Linked DNA regions of Drosophila melanogaster: region 2 is linked to region 1. A link is a contact called in public Hi-C data. All regions are on one chromosome and are shown on one strand. The core of a region is the stretch at or near the end of the contact, and the rest is flanking DNA. Distances in the headings are between cores, read along the strand shown. Region 1 holds the start of alpha-Est8 (alpha-Esterase-8). Region 2 holds the start of dsx (doublesex).

The links. Hi-C and Micro-C count contacts between places; a contact is called where the count stands out from the background.
Region 2: a Hi-C map of the Kc167 cell line shows a contact between it and region 1, with 4 times the contacts expected there. The contact joins the promoter of dsx here to the promoter of alpha-Est8 in region 1.

The regions. Positions count from the first base shown.
Region 1 is chr3R:7,514,190-7,520,380 of dm6, forward strand. alpha-Est8 (alpha-Esterase-8) reads right to left here and starts at 1,481. Exons shown (of 4, transcript NM_079535.3): 1 at 973-1,481. The coding sequence starts at 1,019. Ubc84D (Ubiquitin conjugating enzyme 84D) reads right to left here and starts at 5,267. Exons shown (of 1, transcript NM_079536.3): 1 at 4,631-5,267. The coding sequence starts at 5,169. The coding sequence ends at 4,708. alpha-Est7 (alpha-Esterase-7) reads right to left here. Exons shown (of 6, transcript NM_079537.4): 5 at 6,091-6,191; 6 at 5,374-6,035. The coding sequence ends at 5,562.
Region 2 is chr3R:7,966,060-7,972,415 of dm6, forward strand. dsx (doublesex) reads right to left here and starts at 1,349. Exons shown (of 5, transcript NM_169202.1): 1 at 404-1,349.

The DNA of each region.
Region 1 (6,191 bases), core at 231-2,730:
ACGTGATTCTTGTTAAATAATTTTTTCGATTGTCACCAGGCAGTTTTTTACCTTTTCAAAGAACTCAGTTGATAGAACTGCTCGTAAAAGACTTAAATTAGAGGATCGCAGACACTTGCTTCTTTTGACGCACCGTATTAAGCTATTAAGCTAGGGTAGTTTAAAATCTTATCAGCCTATTGGCCGATACCGATAATTGATAATTGGCTCAAACAGGAGGAACAGTAATAAGTTGTGCGTTATCAATTGTGTGTGACTCGCGTCCAAATAATTCGCTTGAACTTTTTCGCACTCAAGAGCCCCGATTCTGATTTCCAAAACTGATGTGTAATTTTCGGGCGGTACAAGGTTCACACCAGATGTCTGCTGATCATTTGGTGTTTGAATTTTATTGCCAAACTTTGGCGAGACTTTGATTTGATGACGATTTGATTTGGTTATCGCCAATGTCGATGATGCGGATGCAGAATCGAGACATTATCGGCCGCTTTATGACTATTAATAAGACCCAAGCGGTGAACCGGATTCGGGTCTTTGCTTCAGCAGCCTGTAATCGCTTGATAAGAAATGAGGCTTGGCGGGCCGGACTTCTGTTATCAGGGCTTCTCAACTTGAGACTCGTATGGTCACGGCAACCGGGTGGTTATAATACTAAAAAGCGTGAAACCCAATTGACCTCACTGATTGATGGATTTACTAGACTCTAGTGCAGCGGAATGTTGGTTTGTAGCAAACAAAAAAGCATCGTCTGCCTGAGAGGCGGTTTTACAAATATGCTTGTGCTGAACATGATAAAATTATTAATGAGTGATTAAGAAATTTTTGTTGAAAAATAGTTGAAATCCTTTTGTTTTTGCTTTAGAAATTTTGTTATAGAATATTTTAGAAATGCTTCGCTTTAATAGGTATGAATACGTTAGATATTATAAACATGCATGCCACTTGAAGGACTGTGGGGGAGGGGGGACTTACTTCAGTGCAATGCGCATCTGATCGGCCACGGCTATATCGAATGACATCTTGCTGTGGTCTCACGCCGCTGGCCACAATCAATTCCCTTCCGGATATATTCGCCTATATATGCGAAACTATTAAATACACAAAACACAATTGGCACGCTGCTCGAAATCCCAGTGAAAATAAACGAGGACGCCAATTGTATAAAATCCCAGCTGGACAACGGGGCGAATGCGTAACGGGAGTCGTATCAGCCGTTAGCCCTTAAACTTTCGATTTGTATATATATATATTTTTTTTGTATTTGGAGGAATTAGTTTAGATTTCTATTTAGTTCTCGCTTCACAAAGCCCAATGTCACATCACTTGTTGCGGCCACCGTAACTGCTCTGCTTTTACAGATGCGAAATAATTGAAAAAAGGCACCGAATCGCGGGAACGGGACGACTGTTACTGCCTCTGATTTCCAGCCCGAGAATCTAAGGCTGGCGTTGCGCTTTACTCAGGGTCCGCTCGGCAACTGAGCATTTAAAGTAAGCGCCGGCTAAGTTTAGTGCCCGCCGACGTTCGTCTCGCACACTCATGCACACAGGCACACACAGCTTGTCGATGATGGTGATTTTTCCACTCGTTTGCCCATTCCGCACTGGCCACGGGGTCGTATGAGTGATATTCTAGCGCTAGCTGGCCGCGCGTCTGTGTGTGCTGTGCACTCAAATAAATGCTTTGGCTCGACTGAGTCGCTTGCTTGCTGGCTGTTCTGGGCGCCGTTGTTTTGTTTAGGCGTTATCGTTTTTGTTGCTGCCGTGTTGTTTATTGTTTATAGCATGCCCCGCTATTCGGCTATCAGCCCCCCGCGATTGTTATTAATGTTATTGCGGTTTTTGGGCGGAGCTTCACTGCCCGGTTATATAGAAGTGATTACATTAATTGAGGCCTAAATCAATTAAATGCTGTCAACGATTGCCATAAACTTAAAACTAAATATTTACAGATAGTTATTTTTTATAGGTGTTTTTTTATTGGCTCAGGAAAAGAAAGCCCATCATAGAATAATATTTAACTTATTACTGCACAATAATAATTTATGAACATACATTTAGAAACATCAATAATAAAGGTCGTTACTCAAGAAAAAATATAACCAGATTTCACCTAAAACTCATGAAACGCAATTATATATATTTTACTTATTTATACATTTATACAAACCAGTTTTCCGCATTAATAAGTTATTGAGATAATTTAATTTGAGCTATTGAACACAATTATATTTCCCTTAGATATGACCATGATAAAACTACATATATGGTGCAATTAGCAAAGCAACTGGGAATATTATCAACGGCTAGAATTGAAGAACAAAGGTATTACACGAAATCAATATAGAAATATTGCTGACCATCAAAAAATACACTCCCAGCTAATTGAGTTCGTTCCCCCATGAGGAAGCACCAATAACACCATGTAGTTCATGTAATTATAGAATATTATATCTTACTTCTCCCCTATTTCCTCCCACCAAGCCACGCAATCTTACGTGCTTGTATCAAGTTCATGGATGGCTTTAACAGAACGGAAATCGCTTTTCATTTCTATATGACAAATTTTGTTCCCAACGTAATTGCTCAATTAAAGTCAGCAAGAGTAATTGCCTACTGTTGACGCCGCTTTGAATTTATTTGTCGGTTAATTTATTGAGATCACATCATCTCTACCAGGCTTGAGTCCATTTTTATTGTTTAAACTGATGCCAAGCGGTTCGGATTTATGATCTATTGTTTCCAAATGTACTAAGCACACCGCAGTGCTAACGTGTCTCTGTGTTTCATTTTGTCGAAAAAAAAAATATTATGTAATCAGCAAGTGGTTCCGTTCAGTGCAACTTGCATAGGCCCATAAATAACTTGAAGGACATTAAGCACTTCTGATGATAGGGCGACTCTGTTTATTTTCGATTGAGAAGGCAAAAACTACATAATGATATCGGTTCTTGAGCACTATATATACCCTTTTTTTTATTTTAACGCAACTATATGCATTACAGCTAACAGGCTTAATTCGTTGCTTTTATGTGATAGTTTTTTTTTAAAGCAGCTAAAATACATATTTTTATACATGTTACTCATATAATAAAAGGGTATTTGAGATTCGATCTGGCCATGACCGTCTATCCGACCGCCGTCGATCCGGCTGTATGTCCGTCCGTATGAACGTCAGGATATCAGGAAGTAGATATTTGGTATCCAAATTCCAAATACATAGACAAGAGATGTTGCCACGCCCAATTTTTTGATTTTTTGAGAGATCTCTGATATCGAAACGGTTACATATAAAGACAGACGGTCATGGCCGGATCGACTATTGATCCTGATCAGACTATATATACATACTTTTTAACGAACCTAGTATACCCATTTACTCTACATGTAACGGCTCTAAAAATGCATAAATTTGAAAAAGTATAGAATAAAGGTAAGTAGTATACAACAATATAAAACAATCGGAGTAGTACGTATCCAATTTTGACAGTGATCTACAACGTTTAAAAATGGTACCAAGCACTTGGAAATGCTTTTTGAGCGACCTTTTGCGGAAGCCTTAATTCCCAGATGTTCTAAAGTAAAAGGTGTATTCAAAGCTGTTTTCCCGATAAACTACCAGGTTTTTTCAAAAGTGTCAAAACTAAACTTTCTTAAAACGAGGTGATTTATGAAAAAAGGGGTAATTTAGGATAAATCATTCTGATTCACACAAACAAACCGACCAAACATTTACTAAAAAAAATTTTCCTAAAACCTAGTGTTTAGTATTAAGACACTAGAATAATGTTCTAATGTCTTTGGTAATACTCTTACATGGATTTTATTAAAACCGTGTTTACAGATAGAATTTTGTAATATATTTCGTACGTCAACACTAGCCCAGAATCGTATTCTAGGCTTTTCAAAGGCTTGTTTTACAATTCCTTTAGTTTTTGTGTTCTATTGGTATATATCTATTGGTACTCGCTATAATCGGCAGCAGACTTTTATTATCGTGTATATATGAAAGTATGTTATTATCCTTCGCAGACGCTACTGGTACGCTTCGTCACTACGTGGACTACCTGACGTCCAAAGTGATGAATGTGGTCAATATTTGATAGCTTATGCGTATATGTGTAACTGTATTAGGTAAATATGATTGCTATAATTACCAATACGATATTGCCAAATGCGGTTGCCTGTTGTTACTGTTAATGATACATTAATGTAATTTGATTAAATTCGTTACTCGTAGACAAAGGGGTATATCAAGTAATAGGTATCAATTATATGTGTACATATATAGGATCAATATCCGAGTGAACTCGGGAACTATAATGGCTAGAAATGGGAAATCAAGCATGCAGATTCTACAGGCGCTGAAGCACAAGTTTTCTTTAGTAGATTGCTAGACACCGGCCACAATCACCGCCAAGTAGCCAAGAGTTGGCTACGATTGTAGCAATAAACCAACAACATGTATTCCACGCTTACCAACGGCCACAATTTTTTTACCTCAATTTTGAAAAATATTTTGAATTTCTTTTTAACTGTACTTTTTTTCTTGCCCATTTTTTTTATCGAATTACCGTCCATTTAATGCGCCATACATATATCTTAGCGAACATTCAAAATATGGACAACTTATGTCTGACAAGTTTTAATTGATGGTCCAAACTATATATAATTTTGATATACAAATAAATGTGAGCTGCGGCTGACTTCACTCTGGTCGCTTCTCCGCATTCTTCTTGGTGAACTCTTCGGCCGTCTTCATGAACTTCTTGTGCTCCCTTACGAACTCCTCGGCCAGGTCAGAACGAAGCGGATGTTCTGGCTCCGGGTTGTGGACGATGGCTACCAGGGCCTGGAGCACCTGCTCTGTGCGCGTTGTGGGCTTCCAGTTGTCTGTGCTGATGATGGGCAGGCACACCTCCCCCTTCTCATCCACGTTGGGGTGATAGATTTTCGTCTTGAATAGGATCTTTGGTGGCATAAAGGGATACTGGGGCGGGAAGTTGATTTCGATGCGGAAGGCGCCCTTGTTGTAGGGCGCCTTTTCCGGAACCAAAAGACCCGTCCACATCAGCAGGGACTCATCGCTACTCTCGATGTTGCGCAGAGTGCTCATCTTGGCCTCAACCAGATCGGAGAGTTCCCGTGTCAGACGACGAGTGGCAGCCATTCTATCAACGGGATCAGAGTTCCTTTCCTTTGTTTTCCCTAGATCTCGGAAAAAAACTTGTTAATTTAAAAAAGTCTAAAAATTTAATTTTCCTATTGCTATTGACAGTAAAGTCAAAAGGGCATGTCGAACATTGTTTTTATATTCAAACTTATTAAGAAGTTATCAAGCATTTAAATAAATGGCGTAAACTGAGGTAAATATAGAGATAAATAGAAATATATATTTTTAAATCTCACCTAAACTAGGATTTCTCATCCACATGCAATCATTGGGCAAACTAGTTATAAAGCAAAACAATCCAATTGCAGAATATATTTTATAAAGCATTTTGACCTATTTACAGTTTCTAGAGACTTCTTTGTTAGGCTGTACAGAACAGTAAGTTAAATTTAAAACAATAAATCTTTGTTGTCGTCATAGAGGCTCTCCCAGACCTTCAATTTGGGCCACTCAGGCAGATCGATGAACTTCAGGTCATCACTGATGTTGAGGCACTTGATGACCTCGTCGGATTTGCGAACTGGATCAATGGTCAGAGTGTCCATACCGTTGATCTTCTCGCTGTAGGGATTACCCGTGGCAGCAAACTGGGTCCAGATGCCCACGGTTCGTTCGATGTTCCTGTACTCGCGACTTTCCTTCGGCAACCGGCGAGCCAGCAGGCTGCTGAATTGGTAGCTCAAATCGTCGGCATGGCTGACCCCCTTGACACCGCGTCCCAACCGCATAATGCGGTACGGAAAAATGAGCTCCTCGGAGTCGAAGTCATATCGATAGAAATATACTGGAGCTCCAGCCGCGTACGCGTGTCGGGAATGGACCACCCTCAGGGCCGGAAACACGAAGTAGTAAATCGAACAGAGCTGAAATAAATTACCAGCTTATGATTATGTAAGCACCTAATTGGACGACACTTACATCCATGTAATTATCTGGGGTGCTTTCTGAGCCAGTGCGATGAACATCTCGAATCTGTGCACTCCACGAATCCAGTTTTTCTTTACTGGGCTCCGTGGCCA
Region 2 (6,356 bases), core at 99-2,598, 450 kb after region 1:
CTTGGTCCAATTTGCCTTATATGTATGCAGTCATCTAGGATAGCCGATCGCAAACGACAATGGCAATGGCCTACGCTATCCCAATCTTAGAAACTAATGCGGGAGTCTCATAGTGTGGCTGTAAAACGCGACCTGTTGCTCGTTTCCTGTTTAATTTGGAAGTCAGACAATAGCCTGAACCCCTGGCTCCCCCCCATTCAGCAGTCATACCGCCAGTTGTAGATGGCAATCGCTGAGCGTACCTGCTGCTATCGCCATTAAGCCTTGTACACACGAGCATTTATGTCAGGCAATTACAAGGCAGTTTGCAACGCCCCCAAATGCCGGGCAAAAAGGTGGCAAAACGGAGCGGAGTGGTGGCACATTTTGGCCGCAGAGCGCTCGTAACTCATCGTTCACTTACCAGGTACAATGCCAATTGCATGCACTCGCTAGAGTATCTCCAGGTCCACTACTAGACCACTAGCAGTATATGTATCTGTATCTGCATCTGCGATCTGCCTCCGCGAGGTGTGCTTTGCTCTTGGTTATGCAAGCAAAGTGAGAGAATATAGCACTAGCACTCGGCGAACTCGATGAGATACGGGGAGTCCGATCGGCTGGGTACGAGACGGTCAGGAGTGCTTCGTGGACCGAGAGTGAGAGTGTGAAGCCGGTAAAAATTTATTTCTTTTATTTGTTATCTTAAACCGTACAAGCTGTAGCCGCAAACGACTTTGTTTAGCATGGCACTCGCGGCTCGATCTGGTTCCCTGTAGGTCAACGCATTTTAGAGATATTTTCGGACCTCGCACAGCAACTAAAAACTATCGCACAGAATTTTGTACCGAATCCGCTCCAGTTCTTTTCACTTCAGCTTGAGATTGTGATTTCGAGCACGGAACGCGGACGGCGCGAGACGCCAACGCGACATGCACGACCTGCAAAGGACGATCGATGCCAGCAAACTGGTTGCGGCCACAAAGCTAAAGCTCCCCGTGCACGATACTAACACTCGGACCAGTACCAGTCCGACTAGCAGACCAAAAGACAGCGGACAGATACACGGACATTCAGGCGGACGGGCGGACCTAAAACTGAGCATGTGTTTCTGGCACAGAGACGGGCCCACCGACTGGCGACGCAACGCTCTTGCTATTTGTATTTGCACTCTGGTTGCTGCACCGCGAAAAAAGAAACGAGTGCGAGCATCCAACCTGCTCGACTGCTGGATGCACTGCACATCAACTGGGAGAAAGCAAATTGGTTTGGTACCAGATATGGATACCCTTATTTGACCGTTTTCATTGTAAACCCTTAACTATGCTCTTTTCCATAAGTAAACCATGCTAAAAATAACATAATTTAAACACAATTCTTACAATATGAACTATGAACTATAAAAAAGTATTGCAAACTATTAAATCGTATGTAATATGAGCTAAATTCGCCGCGAAAAATATAGGTTCCGCACTGCGGATACTTAATTCTCCTTACCTGCGTTGCATACTTTTAAGGGCTAATTTCCGCTAATATCAGCCAAATAAAATGTATTTTAAAAAATTATGTATTTGAACGGAAAATGTTTTAAAATATTCATTACTTCTGTGTTGCTATTTAATATGTGAAATACGAAAAACGGTCAATTATTTTAAATACTAAGTAAATAGTTTTTAAACAGAAACATTTATACGATAGAAGGGCATTTCTTTCATCGGTTCCCACGATTTTTAGCAAACTCATAAGCTCGAAGCAACGTTGGTATGTGAAGAACTCAAACGAAAGCATCTTGGGCAACAGAGAGTTACGGAGAGAAACGGGTCTGCGAGAGTGTAAAGTGCATTTGCCCCATTAATGGGGAGCATAAAACATCGAAGACGTGCTCTTCCTCTCTGAGCGATTCTCTCTTGAAGTTCGCGTGTTTTTTTGCGAATCTCTGCGAGAAGCTCGAGTGGAGCAACTTTGTTGCCGTACATTGACGTCTCCCGCCTGCATGTGCCGATCGTAAATTTGCACTCTGGTCGCTCTCTCTCTCTCTTCCGTTCTCTTTCCGCGTGGCGCGAGAAGAAGAAGCGCCAGATATGGGGAGCATCGAATCGGGTTTGGGCGTCTAGCCGACGATATAGGTCGAACCACTCAGCTGGGTTTCGGCCTGCGCCGCGTATTTATGCCACCTTTAGACGCAGCGATTTGCGTGTGTCGCACTCGCATTTATCACATTGAAAGGTCCCCTTTCATCGTCAGCCGTTATATTAGTCAGGATCGTTTATACAGTACGGCGGAGATAATTTTGCCGAAGCTCGGCTCCATTAAAAGATACTTCCCTCAGGCGATGCACGCAACTCCCAAAAAGGTAACCAAAAATGGTCGAGAGTTCGATTTTTGGGCAGTGAATCGATTTCGAAAGGGCCTTCGGTACTTCAGTAGTTTCCCATTGGTGACCAAATTGTAGGGGAATGAATGGCTCAGCGATCAGAAAACATTAAGATAATACTCATTAATTAACCGTTTTTGATTCTCGTTTAGTGTTTCAGAGACAAAAGTTATTAATTTAATATTTAAATAAATGAAGTGATAAAGTGACTTAAATTTAATGAATTTATGTAATTATTTTGACTTGCTCATACAAAAATTGAATTTAAAGAAAATTACTTACTTATTATATTAACTATCAATATCATCGAGGTAATGTGAAAACTTAATATAATTGCATACTAGGGTACTACAACATATTATTTAAAAAATGTTTACGAAAGTGAGAGCGGAAGGCTTTGTCATTGATTTGCATGAAACTGTATATATTGCATAGGCAAGGGGATACATTTTTCATCCAAATCCGATTTACATCTTCACCAATTGATCCCGTGCCGATTGTAGAACGATAAAATTCACATAGCTTTAAAGGCGCATTTCTTGCACCATTTCTTGTACCTTGGATCGCACAAATTTTAGCCCTTTTTATGGCGGAGTGTCGAAAGAGCTTGGCTGGGGGCATCTGCATTTGCAATCTCATAAATCAATTAGCAAAGAGCGGCGCGGGAAGAGTATCTCGCGGATACGCATCCGAATCGAAACTCGTTTGGCCGAGTGCGCTCTCAAAAAACGCCAACAAACTTGGGGCAGAACGGCAAACAACAAACACTCGGGCGGTCAGAAAAAATGCAAATTGCTAAGGAAATATTTATTTATGATCTGCTCTCTTGCTCCCAGTTCCACTCTCTGCATCTGACAGATACTCTTTTTTCCTTGTAGGACCTTTGCGACCCCCGCATCGATCATCAGCGTTCAGTGTGTTTTATTTTTAACAACTCCACACTCACCACAACCGACGCATCGGTGGCAATTGCAAACATTTATACAAATTGACGTTTAGCTGTCGCAGTTGTCACCTCGAAAGCCGCACCAAAGATACACGACACAGCGACGACATCGGGGAATGCTGCCAAGTGCTGGGCGCAGAATTCTCCGGATGACCCGGCAGCCAGATAAAGGTAATCCAAGTTGCCAACCGCAGTCTGCCTCCGCAGACACCTCACCCCGCTGCCTACCATTGCAATCGCAATTCCCCGCGAGCGACTCGTGTTCGTGTTTTATAATTGTTATGGCCATTCTACAAGTTGTTGTACATTGTTAGCGACTCGGAAGGAGGTCTTTCGGCTTAGTTTGCGGTAGTGGGTAGATAAGTACACTGAGAAAAATTGCATCTACTTTGAATGTATTACTTTAGGTCGAAAGTGGCGGAAGAAGTTATTACCATAGAATATTTTTAGAATTTTATAACCAAACTTTCCTTGAATTACCATATTTTTTAATGAATCATGCTTTTGAAAAAGAGTAATAGCAATTTGTATTCAAATGAAAAATAAGGAATATTTCATTTTAGTTTATAAATCATATTTACCAGAGATATCACAATTTTTGCGTACAACCATAAAAATCCTCACTATATCGCCAATTTTTTCTCCTGTTTAACTGGGTAGCCAGTCGAGTTGCTTAGGCATGCGAATCGTACACAAGTCTGGCGCCCAGATCGCAAATGTATATCAACCGCTGTCAGTTTGCATTTCCACCGAACGGATCGGGTGAATATGTACACGAAGTCAAAACTGCTTCCGTGAAATTGTTAAAGTTGCTATTCAAGATTAATGGGGAAATTTTCGGAGTTCATGTAAAACAATTTTGATTACACCACACTTAACTAAACAAGTGGATGGTTAAATTCCACAGAAAAGAGCACTTGTGCAGCCCTAATCGGATTTTCAAATAATGTTTTCAAGCTATCCTTGTTATAGTTAATTATTTTGTTTAAATACACAGCAGTAAGTAAATTGTTTTAACTTACGAAACATCTCAATTAAAATGCATTTCAAAATTTTAAATTGCGGTCTTAAAGATTTGTGTGTTTATCAGTTTTGGGCCGGCGTCGGGAAAGGCTCGCCATCCTCGTCCTCATCGCTTGCTTTTTGATCTCACTTCTTTGGGCTTTTAACCTGGCTAATTTTCAGCTCCCCCCTCTCGTTCGATTGGTGGGAAATTTGAGATGTTTTTGAAGCCGAGCAAATTGGTAGCTTAATGACAAATGGGGTGCCAAAAAACGTGTTTTATGTTCATAACCAAGATACGCAGAGTTATTTAAAGCAGTCAGGCACAAGATTCCGTCAGGCACACCAAAAGGAGGAGCAAGAACGGAGCAGTCCTCGACAGCGATGGCAATCTGCATATAGAACACAACCAAAGGACAAACCTTTTAACCGACCAGCGGGCGGAATCCGTGCGGGGAGAGGGTCCGATGTTCCAGGAAGGGGTTAAGGGGTCTCGAGCCGAGAGTAATTTACGCTTGCATGCAAATTGAAAAACAGTCGAGAGCAGGCACTGGACATTGGGGGATCCTGGGGTGGGATAAGTTCCGGACTGGACCGAGCAGAGCTGATTGAGCGCCGGGATGATGCATTTTAAAACAAATTGGCACAGTTTGTGAGAGGTGGCCAGTTGCTGTCGGTCTGGGTCTGGGCTTGGGTCTGGTGTGTCGGTGGTGTTGTGTTGTTCGTGGCGTGTTTGTCACTCAATTAGATGCAACTCATTTAGACGCTCTTGCATTTGGCCGGCATTTGTGTGCACAAAATGTTAATCAAAGCCTGATGGGATTTTTTAGGCCAACTAATGATGCCATGCTGTGATGAGGCTGGCGCAGGGAATGCTCATTGGTCATTGGGTGGGTTCCGTTCTGCGCACAGACATATTGATGACAGTCGCTCAATTAATATGCAAAATTTATTCATGGGAAAGTTCAAAACAAACAGAAATACGCACCAGCAACATAGAGCTGAAAAAGTATGGGGCGCAAGAAAAAAGGGAGTTGGCTTTTCCGATAAAAAATCAATACAAATTAGCCGACTCATTTGGCTGTTTTTTTTTTTCTGCCCATCGAATTGAGTTGTTGACACTGGTGCGTATTCGCCCCATAATCCGTTGTAAGCCCTTCAAAGGAACCCTAAGCTGATATCGTGACACCTAATAAATGTGCCAGCAAAGGTTTTAATCGTAGAAATAGTTCAATTTGGGGTGACTTGCACTACATTGTATTTAAATATCATATTATTATATATATTAACTACGTAGGCTGTATTTAATATAATTACGAAATTTGCATTAACACAAAGTAAGAGCTCGGCGTTCGGCAATTAATAAAGCAATTACACTGATCATGCAACATAAAACATGGCATTATCGCTCATGATTACTTGTTTATTATAGAAAATAAAGTAAGTGAAATATGTGCAGATCGTGACAAAAGCTATTATAGTCGAATATTAAAGTTCTTACTGGGCTATTATAATATATTACAACAGCAAGTACATGTGCACCATTTAAGAACGTGATAGTCGAGTGTGTGGTCTTTAAAAATCCCGCTACCTAATTTTCCCTACTTTATTAGTTGCATTTTGAAAAGGGATAGTGCGATAAAATAAGTGATACTAATGATACTTATCCATGTACAAAAGGTTGTTTAAAAAAGTTTTTTATATTAATATACATATAAAACATCCATAGCCTTAAGCACACTTTCCCAAATACAAAATGTTAATCCTACAAAACATCTATGACCTTCAGTGTAAAAAAATGTATATCCGTCACAACCACAGATTGTCAGGGGGAGCAATTAACCCTTTCATCATCATTCGCAAGGCCGAAGCCAGGATACAAGTGAAAACTTTATTAAAAACCACTTTACGCATTCCCCTGCGCATTTGGTGACATCGCAGCAGATGTGTTGCACATTGCAATTAAATCAGTGGTCAGCCGGAGTCGACCTGTCCTGAAGGGTTGGTGCTGCACTTGATGACTGCCTGATGGAAAAGTTGTAGCGACAAAATAAT